Regions from separate parts of the Sus scrofa genome. Here region 1 is linked to region 2. The links are chromatin contacts, called in public HiChIP or PLAC-seq maps. All regions are on one chromosome and are shown on one strand. Each heading gives the region's core, a stretch centred on a gene start, on an enhancer-like site or on the middle of the called end of the contact. The rest is flanking DNA. Distances are from core to core; before and after follow the strand shown. Region 1 overlaps CRLF3 (cytokine receptor like factor 3). Region 2 overlaps ADAP2 (ArfGAP with dual PH domains 2).

Evidence for each region. HiChIP or PLAC-seq counts read pairs in DNA pulled down with a chosen protein or histone mark.
Region 1: an H3K27ac HiChIP or PLAC-seq map of alveolar macrophages shows a contact between it and region 2. The contact joins two enhancer-like sites. A contact is called at or near these places in 5 of 47 Hi-C or Micro-C datasets (brain, fetal heart ventricle, liver and 2 more) and 1 of 2 datasets of contacts at active chromatin or transcription factors (alveolar macrophages).

Annotation. Positions count from the first base shown.
Region 1 is chr12:42,959,945-42,964,250 of Sscrofa11.1, forward strand. The region is part of intron 6 of CRLF3 (cytokine receptor like factor 3); the gene reads left to right. Among named protein-coding and RNA genes, the nearest start is that of CRLF3, 29 kb to the left of the region's middle. Within about 2 kb of position 2,582, at least 5 of the 83 cell types and tissues checked have an H3K27ac peak or open chromatin away from gene starts, as enhancers often do. A contact at or near this core is called in alveolar macrophages, where this site is marked.
Region 2 is chr12:42,819,112-42,823,709 of Sscrofa11.1, forward strand. ADAP2 (ArfGAP with dual PH domains 2) reads right to left here. Exons shown (of 12, transcript NM_001195323.1): 10 at 3,937-4,014; 11 at 2,998-3,226; 12 at 1,396-1,992. The coding sequence ends at 1,961. Among named protein-coding and RNA genes, the nearest start is that of RNF135, 12 kb to the left of the region's middle. Within about 2 kb of position 1,995, at least 19 of the 83 cell types and tissues checked have an H3K27ac peak or open chromatin away from gene starts, as enhancers often do. A contact at or near this core is called in alveolar macrophages, where this site is marked.

The DNA.
Region 1 (4,306 bases), core at 1,332-3,831, 140 kb after region 2:
GCTAATAAAAACTCCCCTTCTCTGCTAACATTCCTTGTTTATAGAAATACTCCCATTAGTGAATCTTCTGAGAACAAGGTACTTCTATGTAATGATAAGGCTTCCTGAGTTAATGGATTCAGGCCAGATCTCTCAGACCATAATAAGAGTAATAGTTACAGTAATGATAATTGCAGTTAATATTTAAATTGTATTTACTGTGTGCCAGGTACTGTTATAAGCATTTATGTTGTCATTTGATTCTCGCAATAGCCCAGTGAACTAGGTGTAGTCACCCATTTTAGGGATGAGGATACTGAGGCACAGAGAAGGAAAGTCACTTACCCAGGGTCACGTAACTAGTAAATGACAGAGCTAGAATTGAAACCCAGTCGTTCTGGCTCTAGTAATTTTAACTACTGGTCTGTGTGGCTTCTCGTTTGTCTTTTTCATGGAAGAATAAATCTGATTCAAGTTAGTGTGGAAACGTACAGTGTCTCTGCTGCTGTATCCTTAGCTCTTTTCTTTTTTTCCCTCTTCTATGACTTTTATCCCTCCATGATGGCGACCTAAGCTCCTGCTTTTTGAAGTTCTTCCTCTGTGAACACAGAGGAAGTTTTGATAGACAACCTAGTTAGATTTCTTTCTTGCCTACCTGCTTCCTTCCTTCATTTCTTCCTCCTTCTCCCCCCCTTCTTTCTTTCGCTGCATCCAAGCCTCATGGAAGTTCCTGGGCCAGGAATGGAACCTGTGCCACAGCAGTGATAATACCAGCTCCTTAACCCATTGCACCACAGGGCAACTCCTAGATTTGTTTCATGTCAGTGGATTATGACTTTGGAAATTGAGTTAATGGATTATGATGTTGGAAATTACAGAAATTGATTTAATAAATCTACTTACTGTCTGTAGACTGTGCCTGGCACTTAGATGTCCGCAATAAACTATTGGTTCCTCCTTTTTCCCCCAGAGATGCTTGACGGGGGCCCTACTTGGCAGGGTGATTGACTGAAACGTAGTTGAACTCAGTATTAAATAGTCAGGCCTTTGCATTTTTGTCATTTTTTCCTTTGTGGAATGAAAACGTTTTCTTTCCTTGTTTAAAAGAATTTCAGGCATCGGCACTTGAGGCAGAAGTTGTCACTGGGGGGGAGGGAGCACCTTCGTGCATGAGGGGGGTGGCACATGGGCCTGCTTGAGGAAAGGTAAACTTTATTCAGCTTTCTGAGGATGTTTGAGGGCCTGGGCGTCAGAAGGGAGGTCATGCTCCTGTGGGCACTGCCCCGCTGCTCAGCCCCGTCTCCTTCTGCTGAAGTTTCAGGAATGCTTGGCGCCGTTGATCCAAAAGAAACCTGTTACTGGATGGCTCTTAATAGTCTTTTGTGGTGCTCAGGGCTGCTAGCAACTCCTTCCCCTGATGTCGTGTGTGAACGTTCCTGCTTTCCCTCTCCTTGCTTCTAAAGTTTCCCGATCTTACTATTTTTTTTTCTTTAAAAATTTTTCCTCCTGATCTTATTATTTTTTCATCCCCTGTTTTTGGCTGGGGCTGAATCTGATCAGATCCAAGTCGCAGTTGTGACATAAGTGCAGCTGTGGCAACATTGGATCCTTAAGCCACTGTGCCGGGCTGGGGACTGAACCTGCATCCTAGCGCAGGAGATGCTGCTGATCCTGTTGCCCCCCAGCTAGAATGTCTGATCTTAACTATTTTGTAAATCATGTTTTTACTGTCTTCTCTCCCACCTCCCTTTTTTTTTTTTTTTTTTTTTTGGTCATGCTTGAGGCATGTGGAAGTTCCCAGGGCACAGATCAAACCTGCACCACAGTAGCACCCTGAGCCACTGCAGTGACAATGCTGCTGTGCCACAAAGGAACTCCTCTCACCTCCTTTCTTTAAAACAACTTCCTTTTTAACAGCCTTCCTTAATCCTAGCAGCCTAGGAGGTTGCTGTCTTCTTTTTCCACATCGAGAAACAAGAGCAAGAGAGACTACGTGACTTGTCAGTATTCAGATCCCGGTGGTCTAGCCCTGGAGTCTATGCCTGTAGCCACTGTGCTAGCCTGACTTTCACAAGTAACATGAGGTGGCAAATCAAGGAGCAACAGCCTGGCTTTTTTCTTTTTTCTTTTTTTCTTTTTTTCTTTTTAGGGCTACACCTGCAGCCTATGGAAGTTCCCAGGCTAGGGGTTGAAGTGGAGCTGCAGCTGCTGGCCTCCACCATTGCCACAGCAACACCAGATCCAAGCCACATCTGGGACCTATGCTGCAGCTCTCGGCAATGCCGAATCCTTAACCTGCTGAGTGGGGCCAGGGATCAAACCCACATCCTCATGGATCTCATTCGGTTTTGTTACAGCTGCACCACAGTGGGAACTCGTAGTTATTTCTCATTATTAGTTTTTTCTTTCCAAGAACATCAGAAAGTGGTGTTCCAGTTAGCTAATGCCGCGTAACAAGCCACCCCAACACTTAGACGCTTAAAACAATCGTCGTTTATTAAGCTCAGCTGCGATTTGCAGAGTTAGGCAAGGACAGCTCATCTCTGTCTGTGTGGTGTTGGCTGGGGTGCTTTGACTGGGGATGGTGGATCTACTTCCAAGATGACTCACGTGCCGGCAGATTGATTCTGACTCTTGGTGCCTCTCCGTGGGCTGCGTGGGCTTCCTCACTGCCTAGGGGCTCTGTTCCAAGAATGAGTGTCCCCCAAAATAGGAAGTGGAAACTGTCAGTTTCTCAAGGCCTGAGAAACTGACAGTTCCTACCATGTTCTGTTGTTCAACCAGTCCCAGAGTCCAGATCCCAGGGAGGGCACATAGACCCCACTTCTTCTTCTTTTTTTTTTTTTTTTCTTTGTCTTTTTTCCATTTCTTGGCCCACTCCCTTGGCATATGGAGGTTCCCAGGCTAGGGGTCCAATTGGAGTTGCAGCCACTGGCCTATGCCAGAGCCACAGAAACATGGAATCCGAGCCGTGTCTGCAACCTACACCACAGCTCACACCAACACCGGATCCTTAACCCACTGAGCAAGGCCAGGGATCGAACCTGCCACCTCATGGTTCCTAGTCGGATTCGCTAACCACTGAGCTATGACGGGAACCCCCCCCTTTTTCTGTCTTTTGTCTTTTTAGGGCCGAACCCCTCCCAGGCTAGGGGTCTAATCAGAGCTGTAGCCGCCAGCCTACGCCACAGCAATGCCAGATCTGAGTCGAGTCTGCGACCTACACCGCAGCTCACGGCAACGCTGGGTCCTTAACCCACTGAGCGAGGCCAGGGATTGAACCCGCAACCTCATGGTTCCTAGTCAGATTCGTTAACCACTGAGCCACGACAGGAACTCTGTTTTGGGTTTTTTTTGGTATGTGAACATTTTTTCATGGGCGTATTGACCACTTGTGTATCTTCATTGATGAAGTATCTTTTCAGATCTGTTGCCTTTAAAATGTTTTCTTATTATTAACATTTGGTGATTGTAAGTCCTTTGTTAAGTATGTGTTTTGAAGATATAATTTCCAGCCCGTGACTTGTCTTTTCTTTTTCTTAGCAGTATCTTGTGCAGAGCAAAGGTTGGTTTTATTGACGTACAATTTATCATCTTTCCTAGTGCTTTTAGTTTGTCTAAAAAACCTTTGCCCAGCGCACGGTCATAATATTTTCTCCTATGTCTTCTTCTTCCTCCTCTCCTTCTCCTTCTCCTTCTCATCTTTCTCTCTCTCCTTCTTCTTCGCCACCCCTGTGGCATTCAGACGTTCCTGGGCTGAGGATCAAACTCCGGGCACAGCAGTGACAATGCCAAATCCTTAACTGCGAGGCCACCAGGGAACCCCTCCTGTGTTTTCTTCTAGAAGCTTTGTGTTTTTAAATTGTATGTTTAGATCTATGAGTCTTTTTGAGTTACCTTTATTATTTTGAAGGTTGATAGCTTTTAACTGGGATATAATGAAACGAGAAATACAGTTAATGATGCAGGGTCTGAATAAGAGGGTCCGGATTGCAGTGAGGGCTGTGGTGAGGAGGTATTTTCACCAGGAGGAGGAGCTCATCCAGTCCCAGAGGGCAGTTCGGACAGCTGGAGCTGGCTTGGTCGTCCCCTGCACCTGCTGTTGGAGGTCTTTAGTTTCTACTCGGTAACTGATGTCTCAGCGCCTCATTTGATTTCTGCTAAACCTTATGAGCGCAGATGGATTGGATCGGTTCCTGGGCGAGCCCCCAAAAGATGATACCGGAATCTGGGTTCCTGTTCACGGCAGTTGAACAATGAACTTCCTGAACCCACAGGCAGCAAGCAAGCAAAGTCTTTATTAAAGGAAAGCAGACAGCTCCCAGGG
Region 2 (4,598 bases), core at 745-3,244:
TGTGACCTACACCACAGCTCACGACAATGCTGGATCCTTAACCCACTGAGTGAGGCCAGGGATCGAACCTTTGTCCTCATGGATACTAGTCAGGTTCATTATCGCTGAGCCATAATGGGAACACCTCCCAGGAACATTTTTGATTCATGTAGAAAACCTACAACTTTTGAAGAATGAAAAGCAGATTTTTAAAGAAATTTTCCCTCTGATGTGCTTGGGTTGTGGGATGGAAATCCTGTGAAACTGGATTGTGATGATCATTATACAACTACAGATGTAATAAATTAATTGATTAATGAAAAAAAATAAAAGATTAAAAAAAGAACTTTTCCCTCTGACTTTTAAATTTGAAAACTATAAAACCTATAGAGGGGAGTTCCCATCGTGGCTCAGTGGTTAACAAATCCGACTAGGAACCATGACGTTGCAGGTTCGATCCCTGGCCTTGCTCAGTGGGTTAATGATCCGGCGTTGCCATGAGCTGTGGTGTAGGTCGCAGAGGCGGCTCGGATCCTGCATTGCTGTGGCTGTGGTGTAGGCCAGCGTCTACAGCTCCAATTCGACCCCTAGCCTGGGAACCTCCATATGCTATGGGAGCAGCCCTAGAAGAGGCAAAAAAAAAAACCTATAGAAAATTTGCATGAATTGGACAGTAAATATCCAGCTATACTTCATCTAGATTCATCAGTTGCTAACATTTTGCACAGTTTCTTTCTCCCGTGTGTGTGTGTGTGTGTGTGCGGTGTGTAAACATAGGCTTCCTGTCTTCCACACATACATAGACGCACACACTATCTATGTATCTATATACTCTCTACACACATCCATACAAAGACTTATCTTTTGCTGAACCATTTAAGAGTCAGTTGTAGACAAGAGTACATTTTACCCCTGAACACTCTAGCATGGATCCCCTACGAACAAGAGCACTCTCCTACACAAACACGGCATCATCATCACAATCTCACAACTACTGCTTAATATACATCCTTCTTTAAATTTCCCCAGTTTTCTCAATCACATCCCTCAAATTGTTTTTTTGTTTGTTGGTTGGTTGGTTTGTTTTTGGTTGCGTCCAGAGCATACAAAAGTTCCCTGGGCCAAGGACTGAACCCATGCCACGGCAGTAGACAAAGGCACTGCAGTGACACCACCAGGTCCTTAACCTTCTGAGCCACATGAGAACTCCTAAAACTGTTTCTTTTTCAATCCAGGATCCAATCAAGAACAATGAATTGCATTTTGTTGCCATGTCTCTTTAGTCTCCCCTAACCTAGAGCAGTTTCCAGAGTACTTGATCTTTCGAGATACTGACATTCTTGAAGAGTTCAGCCGGCTGTTCTGCAGAATTTCTCTACTGTGGATTTGTCTGATTCTTTCCTCATGGTTAAATTCTTTTTTTTTTTTTCTTCCCCTTTTCTTTTTACAGTCACACCTGCGACATATGGAAGTTCCAGGGCTAGGGGGTGAATTGGAGCTGCAGCCAAGTCCCACACCATAGTCAAAACACTGGATGCAAGCTGCAGCTGCAACCTACACTGCTGGGTGTGGCAACACTGGATGCTTAACACACTGAGCGAGGCCAGGGATCGAATCCACATCCTCACAGACACTACGTCAGGTTCTTAACCACTGAGCCATAACAGGAACTCTGTTCATGGTTAGATTCATAGTAAACTTTTTTTGCTGTTTTTTTTCCAGCAAGAATGCCACTTGTCTGATGCTGTGGTTCTTTCTATGGCAATGCCTTCATTTGAGATGTCCTGGGCCTTGAGGACATTTACCAGGTTCCCAGAGCCGGGCAGTGGGGAGGCCCAAGGAGCTGGCAGATAAAGGCCAAAGCTCTGGTCTTGGTAGAGTTCACTGCCCATGACAGCTGCCAACTGTGGGGCGCTCCTACTGGGCACCCAGAGCCGAGGGGAGAACTCCTTCCCACCGGGTACACCGGGTGGCCAGTGGGTCACCTGCTGCAGCCACTCTCTGTTGATGCAGCTGCAAGGGGAACAAGAAGAGGATTGAGGTGTGGCCCTGCCAACGAAGTCCCACTGGAGGGAAGGGACAGCGGGGGACAAGGGAACAATGACAAAATAAAAACCGGACTGGAAAGGTAATAGAGGGGACACACACTAGAGAAGGAGAGAAAAGCAAAGAGATGCAGCAAACAGAGAAAAACAGACAAGAGATGCAGCCGCACAGGCCCCCAGGGAAAAGAAAACGCCAGCTGACATGCCTCACCACCAACCACGAGGCCATTGCTGAGGCTCCTGGGCTTTGGGATTTTGGAAAATGAAGCCAGTTTGTGTTTATACAGGTCAGACTCAGAGGGCACAAGGGTTTCTCCCAAGGAGCCGTGTGGGGCCACCTGCTCAGGCTGTACTTTTCCAGACACAGAACTTCTTCCGAGCGTCCCAGAAGCCAGACCCAGGCCAGAAGCTTCCTGCTCTGGCTCCGAACATCCCCCCTCCTTTCGTGGGGCGTCTGCAGATGGGGAAGCCTGCTCGTGACACAGCTGGGGTGAAGGGAGGAGCAGGGTGGGGGAGGGGAGACCCAGAGAAAAAAGGGCCCTAAAAATAGCCTTCCCTCCGTGGGGAGGAATCCGAAATCCCAGGAGCTGCCCAGCGGGGGTGACCTTAACAACAGGCCAGGGTTTTCTCACGAGAACAGGGACTCAGGGACAGGGGGCGGCGGCACAGAGAGGCTGCCGGCTCCTGCACGGAGCAGGGTGGGAAAGGGGCGCTAACCGCCCGTGCCGCCGGGGCCAAACTCCTCCAGCTGCTAACGGGGAAAGGCCGAGGGACCTGGCGGGGACAGAGAGGGTTTTCTGGCAGTAACGTGCGCCGTCTGAACTTTTCTTTGGCAGGAAGAGAAGAAAAGGGAAAGAGGGCAGTCCGGAGCCATGAGCCCGGTTTCAGGGCTCCCGGCTGAACCCAGGTGCGGAAGCCCCTTTCCGCCCACCACCCTCGGCCAGAAGGACAACCCCCAGGTCCGGCCTCTTACGGAGGAGGTTGAGGGGCGTCAGGGGCCGGGAGAGGACGTCCCGAAAACTCTCCAGCCATTCGCGCTGCTCCTTCTCGCTGGGGCAGGTGAAGACGAACCTTCGCTGGGGGGTGACCATGGTGAGGCCGGCTTTCCAGCGATTGCCCCGGACGCCCTTGGGCAGGTCTTCGTACACCTGGTACCCCTGCTCGCTGCTCCCGAGAAATACCTGGCCCTGCTCAAAGGCGTCCTGCAAATACAGGGCACGGGGCATCAGAGGCCACACGTGGGGCGGAGGGCCTCCTGGGAGCCCGGGAGCCCTCGGCTCGGTTTTCGGAAAGGGCGTGGGCGGGGCGGGGATGCGCTCTGCTGGAGGATGCGGCTAAGTGGGCCCAGCATTGAAAAAGCTCAAACCTTAAAAGAATCGCGCAACGCATCTGTGGAAAGGATGCTTAGTGTTCACGGAGAGCCAATTCTGCCCCAGGAAGTCCACGTGCTTTACGTGTAGGAGCGCATAGAATAATCCTCGAGGCAGCCTCGGAGGAAGGCAGTGCTATTTATTATTAAGCCTATTTGCGGAGGAGAAAACCGGGGCTCTGAGAGCTAAGTGCTCTGCCCAGGGCACACCCCTAAAGGCAGCAGGGCTGGAGCCAGAGCCCAGACAGCCGAGTTCTAGAGCCTCCCTTCCAACCTCTAGGCTCCACAGCCTCCTGGTTAGGAGGGAGCCCTGGAGACCAGAAACCTGAAACACCTATTTGGCTACATTTGCAGCAGCTGGGACACACAGAAAGGACTTCCTGAAGGCGAGGGAGAGCCTAGCTTCGGGCCCAAGAATGACTTTGAGACAGCGAAGGTGGAGGTGTGTCCCTTGCTGGGTCTCTCTGTCAAGACCATGGTTTCCCCATGGTCCCGAGCAACATCTGGGGCTGCGGGAGCAGAGTGGCGGACAGTGGCTCTTACCAGTGGGTTCTTGTAATAGAGCAGCCTCCGCTCCTGGGGGTCCAGGGCAAACCACCTTTTCTTGAAAGGTTCTCTCTGCTGCAAAAGAGGGAACCTCGTACCAGGCTCAGCCAAGGCAGAGGCACAGAGGCCTGAGGGCCAGCCTGGGCCAGGCGGAGGGAGCTGGCTGGTCCCAGCTCCACATCAGACACCCCAGCACTCCTCTCCAGGCCTGGAGGACCCCATTCTCACCCCACCCCTCCACCGGCCTCTATGACCTGTGGCCTCCAGGTGCTGCCTGGGTGGGCTGGAAGAGGCATTTTCCTTTTTCTCAAGCTGTGGACAAGAAGTCTCAGAAAAAGGAAGCTGGGAAATCAGAAGTGGCTACTGCTGAGCGCTGCTGAAAGGCTGGCCTTGGCCAAATCCTAACCTGGGTCAGAGGAAGGAAAGCCCCACAAGAACCATGCAGAGGGCGGTGCCACCAGCTGGGGAAGAAAGGAAACCAGCAAGCCTTTTACTAGTTTTCCAGCTGCCCGAGGCTTTCTTTACACTGACTGCCTAACACCTTTCACCGTCAGCTTAACAACCATCCTGTCAGCACCTTACACCTTCAAAAAAAAAAAAAAAAAGCATCAATATGCTGTTGTTTGGGGCCTTTTTTTGGGGGGAGGAGCTCCTCTGCT